Regions from separate parts of the Mus musculus genome. Here region 2 is linked to region 1. Evidence: chromatin contacts called from public HiChIP or PLAC-seq data. All regions are on one chromosome and are shown on one strand. Each heading gives the region's core, a stretch centred on a gene start, on an enhancer-like site or on the middle of the called end of the contact. The rest is flanking DNA. Distances are from core to core; before and after follow the strand shown. Region 1 overlaps Gm35940 (a long non-coding RNA gene). Region 2 overlaps Gm35835 (a long non-coding RNA gene).

Evidence for each region. HiChIP or PLAC-seq counts read pairs in DNA pulled down with a chosen protein or histone mark.
Region 2: a contact with region 1 is called in an H3K27ac HiChIP or PLAC-seq map of the NIH/3T3 cell line, with 3 times the contacts expected there. The contact joins two enhancer-like sites. A contact is called at or near these places in 2 of 484 Hi-C or Micro-C datasets (adipose-derived mesenchymal stem cells and embryonic fibroblasts) and 2 of 115 datasets of contacts at active chromatin or transcription factors (the NIH/3T3 cell line and embryonic fibroblasts).

The regions. Positions count from the first base shown.
Region 1 is chr9:41,806,638-41,810,809 of GRCm38.p6, forward strand. All of the region lies in intron 1 of Gm35940 (a long non-coding RNA gene), which reads left to right. Among named protein-coding and RNA genes, the nearest start is that of Gm35940, 3.1 kb to the left of the region's middle. Within about 2 kb of position 2,399, at least 60 of the 459 cell types and tissues checked have an H3K27ac peak or open chromatin away from gene starts, as enhancers often do. A contact at or near this core is called in the NIH/3T3 cell line, adipose-derived mesenchymal stem cells and embryonic fibroblasts, where this site is marked.
Region 2 is chr9:41,658,231-41,662,402 of GRCm38.p6, forward strand. Gm35835 (a long non-coding RNA gene) reads right to left here. Exons shown (of 5, transcript XR_379295.4): 5 at 1-2,341. Among named protein-coding and RNA genes, the nearest start is that of Gm35835, 77 kb to the right of the region's middle. Within about 2 kb of position 1,996, at least 34 of the 459 cell types and tissues checked have an H3K27ac peak or open chromatin away from gene starts, as enhancers often do. A contact at or near this core is called in the NIH/3T3 cell line, adipose-derived mesenchymal stem cells and embryonic fibroblasts, where this site is marked.

The DNA.
Region 1 (4,172 bases), core at 1,149-3,648:
GAGTTCACCAGGCTAAATAGTTTGCCTTTCTTTGCAAAGAGAGAACTAAGTCTTCTGAAGTAAGAGATGCATAGAGACTTGTGGGTCCGATTCTGTCCTAAGTAACTCAACACGGATTGTCCAGCATTCTGCAGACAAGCCCAAGGCCTTCATTCTTCCTTCCTCATACCACGGGACCTTATAGCAGAGTTTCTTGAACACTTCCTACTCACTAGCCTCCTCCACTGGATGAAACATTTACATAACCCTAAGTATGTAAGTGTATAAGATAGATCTACAGATCAAATATATTTACTGATAAATCATAAAGAAAATTGTTTTAAAACAATTCTTTGTTATCCACATAATTGTAGCATTATTAAAGATGGAAGAAAACTGATGATATAAATGTGTCTCTTTATTTTTATATAAACAGTTAAATCATGCTCGAATAGTTGATACTATGGGATGTTCAGCATCTTCAATGTTTTTCAGAGTTGATCTATATTTTGACTTTATGATTATCAATGCTGAAAATCTGCTTCACAAAAACATATAGACTAAAGCAGAAATAAATTTAGGAGTATTTCAGAAACTGCTGGCAAATATCCAAATCCCAAGCCAAAATCCATTGGGTAACTTTTTATGAGACTGAAGGCAGCAACTCAAAAACCAAACATTCACACAGTACAATCCAGGGATACACAAACTTGATACAAACATGGTGAGAAACAATGCTCAAGAAACATTAAAAATCTTTATTTGCATGAATTAATTCATCATGTTTCCATAAGATCAGAAAATGTTGCTTGAGTATCAAAAACTCTGCAGTGCATAGCATGCAATAGCCTCAAATATGGAAGAGGTACTGCAGGCAGCCGTCGCTGGTGCTCGGTGGTGTGACACCCTGTGCAAGTATGACATTGTGTGCAAAGTGAATACGTTGTGTGTTTAGGACCAAGTCTGCAGTGAAGTCATGTGATACAGTACAGGCAAACTCTGCAAGAAACACCTCAGGTTCACCATAGGGTTGGTTTTAAATTAATTTTGATGGTTATGTGCTTGAGAGCCGTACATCACTGCTAAAATTTTCTGATCCCCACATTCAGCTACACCCATGTTTTAAGAAGCTAAAGGCCTGATGTGGTGGTTTGAAGAGACGGGTTTGAAGATCTTATATTTGAACGTGTAGACATCAAGGAGTGGCACTATTTGAAAGGATTAGGAGGTGTGGCCTAATTGAAGGAAGTGTGTCACTGGAGATGGGCCTAGTTGCTCTGTCTTCCTGCTGCCTGTGGATCCACACGTGAAGTTCATAGCTTCATTTCCAGCACCATGAATACCTGTGTGCTGTCATGCTTCTACCATGATAATGGATGAAACCTCTGAACTGTAATTTCAGTTAAGTGTGTGTGTGTGTGTGTGCATGTGTGTATACATGTGCATATATGAATGCCCATGGCCATCCTGTCTTTTCACAGCAATAGAGCACTAAGAAAGAAGACCATAATATTGAGGTTTTACCTTCAATGTAATTTTTCATGCCTACTTCTCACTGAATCACTATAAAGAAGCCAAAGAAAAATCTTCCTGAGCAGTGCCTGCCTTAATTTTCTTACTGTAAGAATCACACACCTACTCAGCCCATCTGTCATTATAGCAATGTTAAAAAGTGACATTCTTAAGGTGTAACAATGAAGATTTAAGTGAGGCCCATGTTTCCAAGTGAAGCCCTAATGTTTGATTCAGATCCAGTGATTTGAATCAAAATATTTCCATGGGAACCTGCAGCCAGCCTGAAATACTTACTCCCAAATTGAATAAATCTTTTTTTTAATAAGTTCTGGGTTTTGTTTGTTTATTTTTTATTTGCTCTCTAAACCAATACAATGAACTGAAAGACAGTTTTAAAAACAATACTGACACATGCAGATAAAAGCTGTCCTTTCTAAACAGTATTTAAACAATAAAATTAAATTTCTTTGAGCATCAATTCCCTGAGCTGTAGACAGTGTCTAGTACAATGGAGAACAAATGGATGAGTGAATGAATGAAAAAAAAACTTTGTTTAAATGAAAGATTTATAAGATCTGAAGAGAAAGCAGACTATGAAAGACTTTCAAAACTTGTGTTCAGTGGCCAGTGATGAACTGATCAATAAGAAAGAGCCAGAAATGGTAACACATGAAGCTGGGAAACTCACAAAGTCTATCTTAAGATAGCATTAAGAAGAATACTGAAGGAAGAAGTCAGCCTATTGGGTCAGAAGATCAGGGTCACCAGAATTGTTATCATAGACTACCACAAACTGATTCAACTAATTTTCCGCTGAGCAATGCATTCCAGGGCTTTTGAAAGTCCCCACACTTCACAGCATGCTTCCCCAGCAGGAAGGGCCCCTTAAACATAATTTGATTCAGTCCATGTGTTTAGAAGAAAAAGGCAAAGACCCAAAGCAGTGGTGTAGCATGCCCGAGGTCACACAGTTATGTAGCCACCCACTCAATGTTCCTTCCAGGGCACCATGGTACCATGCTAAGAGTTCGTGGAAGGGATGGAAAGCCAGGATAGTGAAAAGCAGGATTCTAGACACAGAAGAGCTACTTAAGAAAGGATGGGCTCTAAGGATTCAGAGTGAGTGGGGAAAAACAGGAAAGAATGTAAAACATTGATGTAAAGGAGCCTCAAGACTCCCCGCAGAGCAAGAGGGACACAAGAACTTGGTTGATAAACATATGGAGAAGGAACATGGCTATAAATCCAGTTGGGACACTTCCTTTTCAAAGGATCTGTCCCAAACACAGCAATGTCACAGGAATGCAGGCTGCTTTGCTGTTGGCTGGAAGAAAGAGAAAGTGGCTTGAGCCACGCCTCATAGCAAGCATTTCCGAGTGAGATTCCATCATCCCAAGCGGTGCCAGAACCACCAAACCACCAAGGACCATGGGGAAATGACTGGCTACTCTGATCCAAGCAGAACCAAAGGATTGAGATGTTCCAGGAGTTGCTTTTAAAGAAAGTTTTCCCCTGCCCTACTGAGAAGAGAAAACCCATGAAGAAGGGAGAAATGGAGCTGTGTTACAATTCATCAGTAAAGCAGGAGAGCGAGAAAGGCAGGAACAAGGCGGCTTATATACTTTCCATAGCATGAAAACCTGTGGGCCTGGAAGGGAATGCAATGAGAACTTTTGACATAGACAGCCAAGATTTGGCTGCTGGACTGTTGGAATAGCTGCAGACACAGGGAAGAGTGAAACATGCAGCCTCCTAAGGGCTGGCATAAGAACATAGCCCGGACAAGAAGACAGGCAGCCAAAAGCCTAATTGCCTTAAAGTTCAGGTCGAGCCTGGAGACCCAGTGCTAGAACTTTGCCCAAATGAGGGAAATGGGGCTTCTGTCTAATGAACTCAATCAGGCAGATGGACCCTCTCACTTTCTACACTGTGTTCAGACTGTCGGAGATCAAGATAAACCACGGTCGCTCTGAAACAGTCCTTTCTCCTTTGCTCTGCCTGTCAATGGCCTCATAACCTTCAGACCTTTTTGAATGTTCTGTAGGAGCAAGCCGAGAATGATTGGACAACCAGTTGTTTTGTTCTGTTTTGTTTTTTGTTTTTAATGCATGTAGTGACTTCTTGAGGATTCTAATTAGGAGATGATAAACATGTAGGACCTTAGATCAAGTGTGTGAAGCATCAAGCCGCCTTCCATCACTACACTCTGCACACACACAAAGCAACAACTAAGGTGTTGAAAGAGACAATTGTGCCACACTGGCATGACTTTTATGTACATAAACTGACTATACCCTTAATTTCACCATTATATGGAAGGGGAAACTTAGAGATTAGAAGATTTAAATTCTTCCTTGGGTTATATAGTCATGCCAATCCGGTTTATCAACGTTGAACCACTTTACTATTTGCCATGTCTCCCTCAGCCTTTTAAGGCAATAAATGCTACACTTTAAATATATATTTATGTATATACACACACACACATATATATGTATATATGTGTGTATATATATATGTGTGTATATATAATCTACATTATAGTTATATATTGATGAAGTGGAACAAATACCTGGGATGAAGTAACAGTCTGGAAAACCAGATTCTCATCAGAACTGGGGCACTTAATGCTGGGGATGGACAGTATTTAAAATCTCTCGCCCTGCTTGTCTGCTTCC
Region 2 (4,172 bases), core at 746-3,245, 150 kb before region 1:
TCAGCCTGCATCAGAAACATCCTCACCCCATTACAAGTTCTTTCTGGGATTGCTAGCCTCTCCAAGAAGGATGGTGGCAAGGGAGGGGCCAGCAGAAAACAGTTGACTGTTATTTCCCAGGTGGACCAAGAAAGCTGAAGGAGGTGGCTAGGTTGGGAGGGGAAGCCCCTTCACAGCCAGATGGATTGCCCTTTCTCTCACCTGTAGAATTAGAACTGTTGACAAACACAGTGTATGCAGATACTCAGCCACAAGCCAAGGAGCTACCTCCATGACCACTCACAGCACAGGGCTTCTTTCTGTGGCAGAGCAGTATGTCCAAGCTTTTCCCTAAGCCTTCCCAGTTTCTTCTTCCAGATTTGCCTGAGGAATTGGTCTTAAAGGGCAAGGGTTTACACAGAGCTAGGAGTCATGACAGTAGGGTTTCACACTGGGCTTTGTCAACAAACCTCTAGCTTGTTAGTAGTTAGGTGAATACTTAACACAGTCTAAGTAAGGTAATTTACCCAAATCATATATACATATATGTATATGTATATGTATATGTATATGTATATGTATATGTATATGTATATGTATATGTATATGTATATGTATATACATATATGTGTGTGTGTATGCACTCTATTGAATCCATCTAAAGTGCCAACTTTAAAAAAATTCCTAAAAATTTTAATAAAATATTCACAAAAATTTCTGTTATAAGTGTTGTCATGGTCACGGTGTCTCTTCAGAGCAACAAAGTCCTGACTAAGACAGCACAAAATAAGCCAAGCAATGTCATATGTATAAGGCTGACCATGTTCAGTGTCTTTGGTTCTCACCAGCATACAGCTCCAAAATGTTTCATCCTTACACACAGAAACTGCACCCACTGTACCTCATATAGCTCCCTACTCCTTCAAGTCCCCATCTACTTTCTTCTTATGAATGTGACTAGTCTAGATATTTCACATGAGTGGACTCCTGTGGAATTTTCCCTTGGTGATTGTTTATTCCACTTAACAGACATCCATGCCTTAGCATGCTTCAAACTTTCCTTCTTCTGTAAGGCTGAATAGTAGTTCCATGTGTATACATGTGTACATGTACCACATTTTATTTATCCACTCATCTGTTAATGGATATCTGACTTATGTTTACCTCTTAGCTACTGTGAATAACTCTTCTTTATCTGCTTTGATATTGCTTTCAAATGTTCTGGATATATAGATCCCAAAGTAAAATTTGGGGGAAATCACATGGAAATTTTATTTTTGATATTTTTCAAAGACTTGCTGCACTGTTATGCATGGAGGACAGACTTGTTTCGCATGACGACACGATGCCCAGGCAGACATGCAAGAGCCAGCTCGACCATCTCAGTGTCCCTAAGGATGCAAATGGGGGGCTTTGCCTGTCAATCAATGCCCTGGACCAGTACCGAAAATTGTTTCTAGGATCAATTTTAGTCTAGTAAATCTTTGGTTCCTATTTTAATGTTCCTTTTTTACTTTCTTCCTGTGTGTAATGAATGTATGCAGTCACACAGATACACCACGGCTGACATGCAGAGGTCAGGGGTCAGCTATGTATCTTCAGTTCTTCCCTTCCATTTTTACATGGGGTCCAGGAACCAAACGCAGGCCTCCAGGTTCGCACAGCGAGCTCTTTCTCTACTGGGACTTCTCACCGGCTCCTCTTTGCCTGTTCAATTTTATTCTCCCCCTGTTTCTCTCCTGTTCTTTATCTAGTTTTTTTTCTTCTTACCTCCTTTAGCATAAATTTAGCAGCATGCCTATTTTTGAAGCTATATCTCAGATACAAATCATAAACATTGACTGTGAGTTTGGAGAAAAAAAAATTACAGCAAAAGAGAAAACAAGTGAACCCATTCAAGAGAAACATTGAGGCTCCCGACCCAGGTTTGGTGCCATTGTGCTTCCAATATGTTTTGAATTAGGTTATGTCAACCATGACTACAAGCTGAAAACATTCAAAGCAACCCTGGAACAAGGCATATTTGGTTTCTTCCAAGGGAGTTTTCAAAGTATACTTAAGAGCAGAACTCTGGAATGTATAAACACAGGGGAAAGGGTGGCAAGCAGGTCATCTTCCTGGTCCACGGCATGGAGGCTTTCGAAGTATCCAAAGCTCGTTTCTCTCATCGAGGTTGCTTGGAGAGTTGATTCTTCTTTAGCCTCCACACTTGCACGGGAGAGGCCACTCAGAAGGAAGTGAGCAGGGGAAGAGTCTGAAACAAGTTATGTGGACAGACATGGTATCTGTCCACAGTCCTTAGACTCAGATGGGATTTATTCCCATTTCACAAACAGTGCATGTTATTGTGGTGGCCTGACACCTAAGAAAACAGAATGGAATATAAGTTATAAGGGGACAAAGATTTTTCCTGGGGAAAACAAAGATATTGCTGGTTTTATACAGAGTAGACAGAAAACTTATGAAAGAAAATTTCACAAACCGTGAAAAGAAATCTACCCGACTACAGAGAGACGGATGAATCACTTAATAAGGAACTCGGCCTGCTCACATCCGCAGTCCTGAAGGCATCCCTACAGTGAGTCACAGAGTCTGTCTCAAGGTTCCCAATGTTCTGCCATTCAGGACTGGTATACTTTGAACACCTCACTCAGAAAGTAGTAAAAATAGGCCACTCCAGAGAGGTCTTTTCTGCAAAAGCCATGTGTCTTCTTTGGTCATGATGCAAGTCAAATGAAGTGTCAGACCACACAGTCCTCTGTGCTCATATGTCATGTTTTCATTACAGTAATAGTACAACTTTAAAATGTAAGGGCTTACATATTCATTACAATTCTAGGTAAGACAGGCTCCTTGTCAATCCAGTGCTGCCACTCCTGACAGTGGGGATGGTGGTGATGTTGGTCATGATAATGTGATATGTCCTGTTGTGAGGACAAGAGCAGATCCTGTATGTAGCACATCCACAATTTTCTAGGCTCTTGTTTCCTAAGTGTTAAGCAGGACTCCTGCTGTTACAGTCACCGTTATCACCTCTGCTTACACCACTGGTCTAAGATGGTCTATAGCCACTGATAAGGCTGCTTGTAGGGTCCAAAGCTGCCTCTATCATTTGTAATCTGTAGAACTCTGGGAAAGTCATCTTCTGCCTCAGTGGTCTTACTTAGGAAATAAAGGCAATGCCTTATACTCTATCTATCTATCTATCTATCTATCTATCTATCTATCTATCTATCTATCTATCTACCTATCTATCTATCTATCTATCTATCTATCTATCAACTATCTATTTTCTACATGCCATCTATCTACCATCTACTTTTCTGTCTTCCTATCTATATTCTGTCTTCCTTTAATCATGTGTCGGTACTGTTTTCTTTACCATCTGTCTTCTATCTATCATCTATCTATCTATCTATCTATCTATCTATCTATCTATCTATCTATCTACCTATCATATATCTATGACATATCCATTATGTATCTATTATTGTCTATAAAACAGGAACAAGAGAGGAATAATCATTCAAGTAACACTAAAATTATTTTTATTATATTTTTGCATGTGTCTGTCTGTCTGTCTTTCTGTGTCTGTGTGCATGCTCGCAAGTGCACATGCCTACAAAATAGATGTAGAAGAAGCTGAGACATCTTACCAGACCCCTTAGTTTTCAGTTATTACCTGCTACTTCCATGTGTTTATGGAATGCACTGTGAAGTTTTGAGATACTTACACACTGTGTAACAATCAAACCAGGTTACCTAGCTCATCCATCACAGAAAAAAATTTATCATAATGATATAATTGCTTGTTTGGGCCTCTGTTTTATGTCTAAAAACTTTTCAATTGTCGTGTGGAGTCCCTGGGTATCCTCTTTCCTCGATCGTTCATGAGGGACAGAGCTATTCTCACCAACACCTTGAAGCTGTGTGTCACCTTTTCACTATGACATATTTATTACTGTGACATCACTACAGAGAGAGCACAGCCTCACTCTAGCTTCTGGAAAAAATGTAAAAAGATGGACTAATCAACTTCTCGCTAGTGTTTTGCAAAATAATTATTTTCACAATAATGTGCCCTGTAAGGTGTATGTGGTGATGCATGCTAGTAATTCTAGCACTTGGGAGATAGACATAGGGGGTTTAGAAGTTCAAGGCCATTCTCAGCTACATAGCAAATTGAAAGCCAG